Linked DNA regions of Anser cygnoides: region 1 is linked to region 2. Evidence: chromatin contacts called from public Hi-C data. All regions are on one chromosome and are shown on one strand. Each heading gives the region's core, a stretch centred on a gene start, on an enhancer-like site or on the middle of the called end of the contact. The rest is flanking DNA. Distances are from core to core; before and after follow the strand shown.

Region 1 (6,497 bases), core at 2,156-4,655, 300 kb after region 2:
ATAGTAACAAAGTTGCAAAGTGTCCAAATGACAAAAACTTATCTCCAGAATACTTACTAGGAGAGCTGAGTGAACAACGGGAGGGTTGGGGTGGTCCAAAAACAGGATGAGACCTGGCAGACATCCTTGGTCCTGAACGATGGCCCGTCTGTTCAAGGGGTCAGCTGCTAGATCTCGCAGTTGGTTCACTACGGACAGCGCGTCAGGCTCCTCACTCATGGTAGAATTCATTTTTCCTACACCACAAGTACAAAATACCTGTTGAAGAAAATCTGTATTAGTAATGGTTATCAGTTAAATCACAGATGAGAGGCAAGAATACAAGTGCACCAGTTTATTATTGTGTAAGAGTACCAAAAAAGGAACAGTTCATAAGGACATGATCTAAATTTCCCACGTGGAGAACAGACAGGTTTGGTTAATAATATTTTGACTTGTTTCCTTTATATAATTTTAGACTAGTCAACCTTTGAGTACATACATGTGTATAAATAATATATAAAAGTACATTAATATTTTTACAGTACTAACAAAGACTTTGAAGAAACCCATAGTTTTCTCACAGCTAGGCAACCTACAAATCTACAAACACCCTTCTGTATAAACACATGTAAAATCAAAATATGTGTCTTTAGAGTGCCTTTAGCAATAATCTTGTTTTACATCAAAATAAACCAAAAAAGCCTGCAAAAGGTTAACCCTGCATCAAGCAGAGTGATCATTACTTTATCTGTATTTGCCAAGCAACTAGCATAAGACCATACTCACTCAAAGGTGAAAAGGGCTTAGAGCATTTTTCGTAACTTCTCACTGGTTCACCTTCAATAAAAGGGGAACAACCAGGTCACGCCTCGTTCCAATCGAAGTCCAAGCCACCACATCAATTTCAAATGAGACACATTAGCTTGACAGTCTCAGATTCCACAGCTGTTTTAATGAAGAGTAACTACTCAACAGGCAACAAAAGCATATGTTTACTCAGAAGAGAAGGCCTATGCCATGGTGCAAAGGAACAGTTTGCTTCAAAGGGCTGATCACGTGCTTCTGAAACTACTGAACAAGCTGTGGTCCTGGTGTTGCCATACAAACTCACACAACTGAATTTTTTTTTGAAGACTCAGAAGCATGAATAATGGCATATTGTTAGTTTGTGTTCTCCTTTCTCCTCTGCATAAAGAGGAAAGAAATTAAATTTGGATCTGGTCACAACTTTCCACGTAATTTCCCAAACAAATAATATTGTTGAAGCATTATCTGGTTTTCTTACTGAGGGTAGACCTTTCAGCAAGACAAATTAACCATACTCATCAAAAACAACCACAAAGATGCATTTTGCCAGAAATTATCATAACCATTTTCACAAAGCGAAAAAAAATGCTGCTAATTTCCACATCACTGGCCCCACTTTCAGAAGAGTGCAAGTGTGAAAGGTCAGCGGTTAATCTCCAGGTTCTTCTTCTCAATTATCATAACTACAAAAAAGATCCATTGGAAGCTACAATTCCATGCAATAATACTTCATATTTTCAAAACAGACAACCCTAAACGTTTAAAAAGTCTCTACCAAGTTCAGCACTAACTACATCCCACAGCTGCCAAGAGAACTTAAAGCTTAAAACTCAAGTCCATTGTGAGCCTGATGCTAACAAAAGCCTGTGACTTCCAGTTGTGTGCCCTAAGCACTGCCTCCTTCCCACCCCTCTCCTCATGCTAATTAACCCCATTTTGCCTTTATTTTTCCTAACCCCCTGAAAAAAGCACAGAGCTCAGCTTTACCCAAATCTTATGCTGTCAGGCCACGCTCATTTCCTCTCCAGACCCTCCTCTCTCTCTCTACCACAACCGAGACGAAAACCCAAGCTCTTACTTCTCCACCACCTCCAACGCACAATTTAAGAGAGCTGGGAGCCCTACCGTTTTTAAGGGAAAATGTAATTAAGATGCTTAAAAAGTTGTGTGGAGTCACCGATCGCCTGGGGGCCCGCAGAGGAGCCCCCCGGCCTCTCCCTGCCCCCCGGCCCTCACGGGGCGCTGAGGGCGGCAGCGGGGGCGGCCTCCCCCTCCCGCCGGGCCCGTTCCCCGCCCAGGGCCTCGCCGCCCTTCCCCCGAGGGCTCCACGCCGTCCCCCGGAGCCCCCCCGGCCCCGTACCGCCGCAGGGGCTCAGCCCCGGGCCCCCATCGCCCTCCCAGGGCACCGGGCGCCGCACACGGCCCGCTCCGCTCCGCCGCGCACGCACCCCGCGCCGCCGCGCCAGCCCATTGGCGCCCCTCCGGCAGCGCCTCTCAGCCACTCGCGGAGCGCCTTGTTGAATGGTGAGGCGCTATTGGATGGCGGGGGCGCTGCTGTGCGCGCCGGGAGTTGTAGTCCGGAGAGGGCCGCGGGTGAGGGTTAGGAAGCGGCCACGGGCATATCGCGTCTCTACTGCATAGAAACGGAATGGAGCTCACCGCTGAAGTAAAGTGCGAAGTGTACTTCGGTGACACTTTCGTGTTGCTTAAAACCTGAGCTACATGGAGATACAGCACTTACCTGCACTCAAAGCAAGCACAAAGCAGTGAGCCCCCAGCCCACCGGTCCCATTAACGTGAATTTATTAGGAACAGACTTAAAGCTGTTTAGCAAATAAGGTTAAAGTCTGTTTCCTCTTAAGTAAGGAAAGAGGAAAAAACTTGGTGTAAAGTTCTTTCCATTCTCACATTCTACTGCTTCACCCCGCACAGCCGAGCTCTCTGGGATCTGAAGTGTTCGCCCTCAACTTTCAAGTCTCATAATATTTTATGAAAACTTTCAACATTAGGAATACCTTCTAGATCCAGCACCGGGAAAGGCATTGTTTTCCTTCTGAGCCGGCCTACGCCTCGGCAACCCCGTGCCAGGAAGCTATTTCAGCGTGCCCCCTGCAGCTCGCTGTGCACTACCACACCAGCATTTCGCCTAGGCAGGGCGATACTTTTTACCCTTTCTGGGACGTTTTAACGAGACACAAACAGCACTACCACCACAGCCGCGAGGCAGCCGCACTTCGGAGCGCTGTTGACGGGCAGGACGCGCCGGCAGCCCGTGAGGCAGGGCCGAGGCGCCAGGTCAACGCCACAAAACCTCCAGCACACAAACCGAGCGCTCGGCGCTTCCCGCACCGACACCTCCCACACTCCCGAGGAGCCTTGCTCAGGCAGGGCGCGCTACGGGCTCCGTTCACGCCACAAAAAATAGACACAGCCGCCTTCGCTCACTCCCGCAGCGAAACCCACCCCCCAGCCCCTCCTCCCGCCCCCCAGGAAATGGCGGCTGCCCCGCCGCCCCTTTTATAGGCGCCGAAGGGTCACGTGACACTATCTCCCACTGCCTGCCGGGTAAGGTCGCCGCTCGGCGCCTTCCAGAGGGCGTCCGAGGTCCCGCCTCCCGGCGGGCCGACCGGCCTCCTATTGGCTGAGGCGGTGCCGGGGCGGATGCGGATTGGCTGAGCGGAGGGGGGCGGGCGGCGAGCGCGGTGGGAGCAGCGGCTGAGGGAGGCAGCGCTGAGGCGGCGGCGGCTGAGGCGGTGAGGGCCGGGAGCGGGAGGGAGCGGAGCGGAGCGGAGCGCGGCCGTTGCCTGAGGCAGGCTGGGGGGTGGCTTGGTGGTGCCGTGGTGGCCGCCCGGGGCCGAAGGCCTCGCTGGGGAGGGTCCTGAGGGGGCTCTGAGGGGGTTTTAGTGAGGCGGAGGTATCTGGGGGGAGAGGCGCGTAGGGGCTGCGGGGTTGGGTCGGTGTTCTTGTGGCGTCCGCGCCTTCAGCGGTACCGCCGCGGTGCTGGGTTCCGCGGTCACTGCGGTCGTTGAGAGGTAACTCGTGGTGTGCTGGGCGGTGCTCTGTCCAGCCAGCTGTCCAAAGTCCCCAGATCGAGGGCTAGGGGGGGTCTGAATGCTGATATCGACCGCAGTGTGTTCATCTGCCCGAAAGTGGCACCAGGGCTTCGTTAATAGTCCCTCTTCGGGCAGCTGCGAGCACAACGCTTACTAAGCATAAGTGGAAAGGAGATAATCCTGTCTGCTTTTTACCTAGTGCTAAAAAAAAAAAAAAAAAAAAAAAAAAAAAACCAGAAGGGAGGTGAGTGTTCAGCCCATCGCCTCTAAAACTTCCAGTTGCACGTTGCTGAGTCAAAACAATCTTATTCGGTCAGGTCACCAGCTAGCTGCTGCATGTAGGAGCTCAAAGTTGTTACTAATAGAGATTATGGGGAAAAACATGAAACATTTTGATTGCCTTTCCGACAAATACATCCTTTTGTTAATAACATTTGCTTTTTCTTGTTTCTCAAAGCTGTAGCTGAGGGACTGGCATTCACAGCAACAACCAGGGAGCTGAGTCTGGCAGCAGAGTGTAGGTGTGTGGTTATGGCTTAGAAAAGTTGGAACATTTCACTTTTCTACGCTGTATCACTTAGCTATAATCTCTGTCGAGCAAAGGTTTTTGATCAAACCAGTGCTCAAACATGATTTCTTTCTTCTTCTCCATCCTTAGCTGGTAAGGTGTGGTGAAATTGGCAAGATGTGGTAAATATGTTTTTGTCCTTTGAGGTGTGTACAACTAGGTTATATTTCTTTAAAAAAAACTTTAACAACTCCTGTTGAATATATGTGTTGTTTCCAATTCTTGCTTTAGATTTCATGCTGATGTTAGCTTAGATAAGCCCTTGATTGTCTGTGCAGTATCCACTGACTTTTATCTTTCTAGGTCTGTGATTTCAAGCAGGTGCTTCTGAAAGTAACAGGCACTTTGTTAGTTGTGCCTGCCAGGCCAAAAGCAGAATTCCATAGCTGACTGCGTGACCTCTGCCAAATACTTACAGTACTTGTAAGCGGTCTGTGTTGATTTGGGAGAGGGCCCGGTCCTTTATCAGAAGATTCTGCCTGCCTGCTTGGTTTCCTGTGGTAATTTTTTGTTGGCTTTTATCTTTCTTCATTAATTCTTTAATATGTGTCCTTATGGATATAATTTCGTCAGGTGAGCTTGGGTCACGTGTCAGTCATCAAGACTGAAGATATGCGTGGCCTGGTTTCCTGCTGAAGCAAGGAGGAACCTGCTTGTTTTTTTTTAATATAACTTTTGATATGCTTGGTGTTTCTTTGAAACCACACTTTGGAAAAAAAAAAAGTACTTTGTGTTATGCGTACCCTTTCAATTTAGAGACTAGACCTTTCATTTTTCAGATTTTGTGCACTTGTCCTTTGCATATGGCTGATCCTCTGCGTCAGGTGCATCAAACCATTCTCTTTTATTTTTGTGTGGAGTTTACATGAATAAGAGAAACTTCCTTTAGTAATAAAAATATTAATATCTTCTTTTAAAGAGAGAGAATTCATAATTTGGAAGGGACTTGAATAAATACAGCACTGGAAAATATACAGAAATATTTCAATTGGAAAGCAGTTGCATCTAATTTTTCCTTCTTCTCGTCTTTCATGTGTAGCGCTCGCTGGAGAGCCTGGCAGAGGGTTTCATTCCGTATTTGCTGACCAGTATACTTATGTGTACAGCTTCCAGAGCCTTTGTATTTATTTCATTAACATTTTATAATTTATAAGTGGTATTGTCTCTCAGCCTTCTAGACTGATACTTGATACGGAAGTATTGAGTGAAACCTGCAAAAGTGGTTGTAAAAAGTGGGGGCTAAGGAGAGCTCCAGGAGGGGAAAGCGAGAACCTGGAGACTCAGGAGCGCAGACCTGCTCGTTTCTGAATTAGGGAATTTCTGCACATTTCCATATCAGACAGAAAGTTCTCGAGCGTTGTTAATTTCTTTGTAAGTAGAGTTTTATAAACAAAGAACCCATGAAATTCCCACCCTGCCTGCTCTATGCAAATATGTAATTTTTTGTGTTATTACTCCTCTAACCTCTTCTGGGAATCTTGCCTATGACTACTGCTTATCATTGTAATAGTGTTACTTAAGCACAGCAGAAATACTGCATTTCTTAGCAATATTGCTGTCACTTGGGGCATTTTATTGTAGTGATTGAGTTGCGGAAGCTTTAGAGGAATTAAACTGCTATTATTTTTAGTGGAGGAAGCATCAAGAAGATAGAGGATAATCAAGAACATAAAGGATAAATAAAGCAAGCATGAATATTTTAAAAGAGGTGTTATTCTAGGTTACTAGAAGCAATAAATGTTTAACTCCCGCTTCTGAAATTGGCGTGTATGCAAAGCGTGAAAGAAAAATCTGCTAATGCTTTTATTCTTGCTGTCCAGCATTTTCATTAGTTTCATTTCAAACGAACCCTTTCTGTACTTGGGTCACAGAGTAATTGTGAAATAATTGACATTTATGAAGACAAGCGCAGTGCAATATAGTTTGGAAGAAACGAGTATAAAGTTTGTCTGGGGATAATTCTGGAACACTAATCAATCTTGTAAAAATAATGGGATATACTTGTAAATGTTTTCCTTTTAGATATGCCTTTAGATGACTAATTAGCTGGTCTTTATTAAAGCATGGCTGCCCTTAGTGTCAGTCTC
Region 2 (6,712 bases), core at 3,247-5,746:
AATTCTTCTTACATTAACTCTAATCTGCTATACTTTTAAAGGTGTTTGTACACCATACTCTGATGCATTAAAAACTGGTCAGAAATAATATAATCGGAAGGTACATGCCGTCTAATACAACATGGTGATTCCTGTATTGCTGTGTCTGATTCCTATATTGCTGTGTCTGAAGACTGTTCATAATAATTAAAACACCAACCTTACTAACCTAAAGAGTTGCAGAGGGAATAATTTTTACAAAACGTTTCCTCGGAGTAGCTCACACAAGATGTGTTAACTTGCAAGCATAAGCCTCACATTACTATTTCCAGGTTGGGTCTGTATCTTTTTTATCTGGAAAACCTTGGGATGCAAACCTCACAACTACAGGAACCAATTTCAAAGGATAAATGGGGGTGCAACAGTCTTTGTTCCCCTTTTCTGCACTGTCCCTTTCCCCAAACCTAGTGTGGTTTTTGTGGTAAGCCTGAGCTGCTTCTTCCTCCTAGTGATTTGAAGCCTCTGTAATGCAAGGAGGGAGTCACAGAGCATCACAGCCTTGTCCCCAAACTGTTGGTTTTCAGTTGCGGTCATGCAATAAACACTAGCAGCCAAAAATAAGCATCAACTTGAACAATAAAAAGTGGAATCCCTATATATGTCAGTAGGAGCCAACCCCTGTTGATCTCACGCACGCTTCCCTGACTTCAGCAGCATTACTGCTGTAAGACAAGCAGGAGTTGGCTTCACCTGCTGTTTCACCTCCCACTCCGTGAGACTGTGCACAGCTAGTGGAAAAACAGTTTGGAAACAACAAAAAAACAACATAAAGCTGGAGCTGACTTAGTCATTTTATGAAGACAAAAGAGAATAATCTGTAGGCTAGGAAGTCATCAGGTTTTGCCATAGCAGAAATACTTTGGTGGGGGGTACACAGAAAGCAGTCTCTCTCTGGAGAAAGCACATTCCCCAGCAAACAGCCTAAATACGCTTCTTTCCATTAACCAGTAAGAGGGAGATCTTTTTGTAGCGTGCAGAAGGCACTGAGCCTCATCTGACATTGAAGTTTAACTCAAAATAAAATTTTCTGTGATTAAGGAAACTTTTGTTCTACTTCTGTTTCTTCACCATCTGTGATATGAAACCTGGCAAAGACTCCAATTAGTTTCCTTTGTGTTATTACTGCCACTAGCACTCAAATGATAAACATTTATGCAAAAGGAATTTCCTCTGCCTTTCTTTGCTGTCTCTAAATGGTGGATGTAAATACCTTAATAAGAAAACCTGTACTGAACTCACCCTGAAATCTGGTAATGCCAGATTATACCAACTGCACTACAGAAAAACGCAATAGCGGGTTAAGTCAATACAATACTTCTGACAACATCTTCTGTACAGCAACGAGCACTCACAGCCTGAGTAAATGAAGCAGAAGCATCCCTCGCCAAGAAAGGAGAAATCCTGCAACATCTGTTTAAGGAACATCAGGGAGTGATTTGGGGAGTTTTCTTCATTGGGACGTACAAACCCTTGTTCTGCTCCTGGAAGGACAGCTTTAAGAGTCACACAAGTGGTTCTATTTCTCTTGAATTGTGACAGACAGAGACATCGTCCAGCAAAACAAACTTAACCCAACACTTAAGGGCAAGGTGACACTTAGCTGTGTATATTTACTTCCTTAACCTCTTCATTTATGTATACATCTATACACACATTCGACTACTGTAGCTATCCTAGCTGAAACCCATGCAATAGCTGTAGTAAAGATGTTAAATTTGATTATTCTGCTGAAGTTTATCTTGGCACATTAAACACAAGACACAATCCATTATACAGTTTGTATGCTGGTGCAAGCACACCAACATTAGGACAAGATATTCATCTTTATAAAAACAGGTGAAGTAGCACCATTTTTTTTCTAGTGTAGGCAAGCCCTGCAAAGCCAGAATTGTTCACCTTCTCTGTTCAAATGGGTATGATCCATGTTCAATCAGGACTACAATCTATGACTTTGGCCCTTATTCATGCAGTAATTTGCCAAGTCTCCTTTCCATATGTCAACAGGTTCCCAATTGGTTTTTTTTGATTCCTGAGTGGGAGGGCAGTAGCCCAGCCTGCTGCTGAATTTATTAGATTCAAACAGGAGAAAGGGAAAGAAATCTGACACATGGACGAAACGTGAGGATAGAGAAGCAGGTGTGGGCCAGACAAGCAACAGGAGAGCACAAACTTGCACTAATCTGAGAAGCATGAACTAAACCTTATTCCCATTTTTTAATACACTGCACGCTTTAGCATGGCTGCTCTTACTGCAGATCAGAAGCAGCCAGGCTGCTGCCAAGCATCTCTTAAGACCATGCACAATTTCTTTTCTTCCCACATGCTTAAAAAAACAAACTAAACCAAACCAACCAAACAAACAAAAAAAACACCTTCCTGGAGCAGGATGGCACTTTTACATCAGCAGCTTATGCTGAAGCCTGTACTACACAGAGGATGATGTGTTTTTCCATTTTTTATTTCCAGTTGCTTGCACACTGGTGCTTATACTTGTTAGACAAACAGCTTGGGTTTTAAACAAATACTTTATTAATCAAACGACAGTTTGGTTTTCTGGGCAAAACAGCATGCCTTCTTGCTGAGGCCTCCTGTATAATTTCATTCTGGTGTGGAACAAATGTCCTAACAATTTTTCTATAGGCTCCACAGGGAAGACTTCAAAAACTCTATAGCCACAAGGGTTAGGAAAATATGAAAATAGGCTCCTCAACCCTTTTTACCCACCATCCACATCTGACCAAAAACTTCACAGTAAAGGCTCTGCCTGCTTCCATTTCCAAAAATGCAACCTATTACAGCTCGACTAGAATTTCTACTAATAACAGGCACAATTTTATAATGTGTCTGAGTCAGTATACCAGCTTCTAACCGCAAAATTACACCCCTTGCAGATTGCCCTGACCATGTCTCACTTCTCCTCTGCTGACCTCGTTTAAGGCCCGAAACTTGCAGAAAACTCAAACTTATAAAAAAAAGAGAAAGATTAAATAGTTTCTGTTGGTCCAACTTGTGGAACAAGCTCTCAGGGGCTCAGAGGAGCAGCAGGGAGGAGCGACAAGGCCAGCAGCAGCCGCCTGTGTGGTCGGCTGGGCTGAGACGGTTTCTTCACGGTGAGGGTGACGGAGCACTGGAACAGGCTGCCCAGGGAGGTTGTGGAGTCTCCCTCTCTGGAGATACTCAAGGCCCATCTGGACGCCTACCTGGGCAGCCTGCTCTAGGGAACCTGCTTTGGCAGGGGGGTTGGACCCGATGATCTTTCGAGGTCCCTTCCAACCCCTTCAATTCTGTGGTTCTGTGAGACACGGAGCTGCATCCTAAGCAAACCTACCAAGTAGTCTGTCTTACAAGATGACCCCACTCAACCACTTGGATAAATGTCTTCCCTGCACACTTATGAGATGGATCGGTCCCTCTACCTCAAATCATATTAATAAGGGCTCCAGAACAGACATCATGAACATAACCTGTATCTGTTACATTCACTGCCCTTCTGAGCCCAAAGCGAGAAATTTCGCTCATTACTACACACGGTCCCAAACCTGCACTTGTTGGTCTAAAAGCTGTCAGACTGACTATCTGACCACTTTTAAGAGATTAATAAAGCAATTTCTTTTTGGTACATCCACGACTACTACACCCATGCCTTCCAAAACTTTTAGTGACCAGATAAAGCAGATGTATATTATTGAAGAATTAAATTTCTTATTTGCGATGCATTTTATTATGGGATTAAGAAAGCCAAGCTTAGTGGTCCCTCCCCTTCTTCACTCCTCCTCCACCAAGCCTTTCCACCCGTTTCTCCCCCAGCTGCTGGAGAGAACGGACGCTGAGGAGCGTCAAGCGTTAGCAACTCAGGCGAATACCTGGGGAGAGCTCAGCGTGGAAGGAAAGGGGCACTGTAAGGAGAGGGGCATTGTTCAGAAACAGGCAGGCCCGTCTCACGCAGTGGTTTGTTTCCCCCCCCCAAAGCATCTTCAGCCTGCTTAAACTTAAAACTTAAAGCCGAAGCCCGCCGGTACCAGCTCTCCACCCACCGCCCTCCGAGCCGGGAGCCGCCAGCACGGCGCACCTTGGACCCGGGTGCGGAGGTCGGGGAGCGCCGCGCAGGGCCCCCGGCGGCCACGCACAGCCCCTCCGCCCGCCCCGCGGCTCCGCTCCCCGCGGGGGGGAAGGCGGCGGCCGCCGGTCCCTCCGCCCTCCCCGGTACCTTTTCCTCCTGCAGAGCACGCAGACGGCCCAGAGGAGCAGGGCGGCGGCGGCGGCCGCCCCGCCGCAGGCGCCGAGCGGCAGCGCGTCGGGGCCCATTGCCTCCGCTGGGGCCGCGGAGGAAAGTTTCGCCCGTCCTCCCGCTCCCTGCCGGAGCGGAGCGCGGCCGGCCGGCCCTCCCCGCCCACCAGCGAGCCCGGGGGGCCGGGTTTGGCCGCTCCGAGCTGAACTTGGCGAGCGGGGCCCGCGGCGAGCCGGCCGGCTCCTCCCCGGGGAGCGCCCCGCGGCGGGGAGGGTCGCGCCCGCCCGCCCCCGGCCGGAGGGGACGGCCCGGCCTCGGGCCTGCCGCCGGCACCGGGCAGCCGGAGCGGGACGGCGCCGGTGGGAGCCCGGAGGGAGCCCGGGGCCTCCCGAGGCCCGGCCTCGGGTGTCTGTGGCCGGGGCTCAGCGCCCGCCGGGCCCCCTGGGCTCGCAGTGCTGGGCTGGTGCGGGGAGTGGGGCTGGTAGGTGTTTAATTTCTGCTTGTTTTGGGGTAGAAACAACGGATTTGTGTCTGTAAAAGAACAAAACAACCCGCCTCGCAGGTTCGTGAAACCTAACCCGAGGTAGAAAAACCGAGGTGCAAATAGCGAAGACCGCCCCTGACGTGCTGTGCGAGCAGCCGGGGCTGATCCCCAGCATAGCGCAGCCAGTTCTCCCGGTCCTTCCAGTCCCATGCTGCCAGCGCCTTGTGGAAAGAGAGCAGAAGACAGGCCCAAAATTTGAGGCAACTGAGAGATCCCCAGCTTGAGGAAGCATGATGGGGTGAGGTGGAGTGGGGCAGAAGGCCAGAGCACTGGGTGCTACAGGGCAGGTGGGGAGACGAGCAAAATGGCAGGGTCAGAGCAGCGCCTGGCAGCCGTCCTGCCGTCTGTCAGAAGGTACGATCAGAAGCACAGATAGGATGCGAGGTAGTATTTGCAGTTTGGTCTCCTTTGGAGATACTCAAAACCCGCCCTGATGTGATCCCACTCTAGGTGACCCTGCTCGAGCAAGGGGGCTGGACTGGATGATCTCTGGAGGTCCCTTCCAGCCTCAACCATCCTCTGATCCTGTGAATGCTGACAAGACAAGAGTTAGCGTACCTTACTCATTCTCAGTTGCACAGAGTATTACAAATTACAATGTGTTTCACAATATTTGGTCGTTTACTTATTCCTTGCTTCTTGGAAGCATCATATACAACTCTCAGCTTTCCGAATTGCTCTGTTGCAAGTTTTCTGTAAATTGCAGAGACCCAAACGTATCTCAGCAGATAAAGTGATTTGGCCAAAGAAAGCTTCCTTGACTTTAGCATATCTCATCAGTTTTGGAGGCCTGTTTCATATATGTCATCTTGAACTGGGCAAAATTTGTGTCTTATTCCTCAAACATTCCTGTTGATTGCAGTGAAATAGTCAAAAATAGTCATTCTGTATTCAGAGCAACTATGATTAATGTGCCTTGCATTGAAGTGTCGTAGAGTCTGGACACTGCTGCTTAAATTAATCAACTGTTCTTCCTGAGATCAAAGAACAGACACCCCTGTTGTGCAATACAATGCAGTCAGAGAAACCATAAGAGAAAATAACGTTTTACTGCTAGCTTAGGGCTTTTTGCAGGAACTCTGAAATCCCCAGTTTGGGAATCCCAATGGGTTTCGTAGCTACTTATCCTGTTAATTCTTGTGAAACTGGTAATTCAGAACTGAAAGGCCTTGCACAGTGAGAAATTACAGAGTCAGGTTATGCAGGGTGAACTATTACTCATTTTACAAATGACTTCTGCTGTGAAAATTCAGTGTTTTACTTCAGTATAGTGAGAAATAAGTGTTCACTTACAAGTAAATAGCTAGGGCAGCTAGAATAATCCCTTATCCAGATTCAAAACAACAAAAAGATTGCTGGAGTTCTGGCAGAGGGCATGAAGAGGTTTGCAACAGCATTTTTTTTTCAATTTGCACTGTTTGTATTTGCCAAAAGTTACTGTCTCAGATCAATTGCAGATGAAAAACAAACAAGAAAAAACACGCCACCAGCAAAGCACCATGAGCAAGATTATTTTATTTTAAAATACAGCGAATACAACCTGGAAGGCCTAAAGTACCCTTAAGTGCTGTGTACTCTTCTATATCAACCTCTTGAAAACCCTAAGAGGACAGATTAATTTCTCTTCTACTAGTACAGGAATCTCAAAGTATTAGAAGCCCAAAACTGTCAGAAGTTTGGCGTCTTACAGTAATGGACTATCTCAACGCAGATCCAGCTGGATGACATTTGCATACAAAATGCACAATTAAAATTATAATAGATGTGTCTGTACATACTGGCATCTCAGCTAACTGCATAAGGAGGGTTAGGTTGAACAGTCCCCTTTAATGTAGCTGTAGCAGAAAAGAGGAAATGTATTTTATGTTCAAGGGGTACAAGCTCAGTCTGACCGTGATACA

What was found. Hi-C and Micro-C count contacts between places; a contact is called where the count stands out from the background.
Region 1: a Hi-C map of liver shows a contact between it and region 2, with 2.4 times the contacts expected there. The contact joins the promoter of MTFR1 here to the promoter of CYP7B1 in region 2. A contact is called at or near these places in 2 of 7 Hi-C or Micro-C datasets (both in liver).

What each region holds. Positions count from the first base shown.
Region 1 is chr2:126,801,351-126,807,847 of Taihu_goose_T2T_genome, forward strand. It overlaps MTFR1 (mitochondrial fission regulator 1), which reads left to right and starts at 3,406. Exons shown (of 8, transcript XM_048061696.2): 1 at 3,406-3,542. ARMC1 (armadillo repeat containing 1) reads right to left here and starts at 3,249. Exons shown (of 7, transcript XM_048061699.2): 1 at 2,805-3,249; 2 at 58-258. The coding sequence starts at 231.
Region 2 is chr2:126,497,718-126,504,429 of Taihu_goose_T2T_genome, forward strand. It overlaps CYP7B1 (cytochrome P450 family 7 subfamily B member 1), which reads right to left and starts at 4,497. Exons shown (of 6, transcript XM_048061682.2): 1 at 4,247-4,497. The coding sequence starts at 4,344.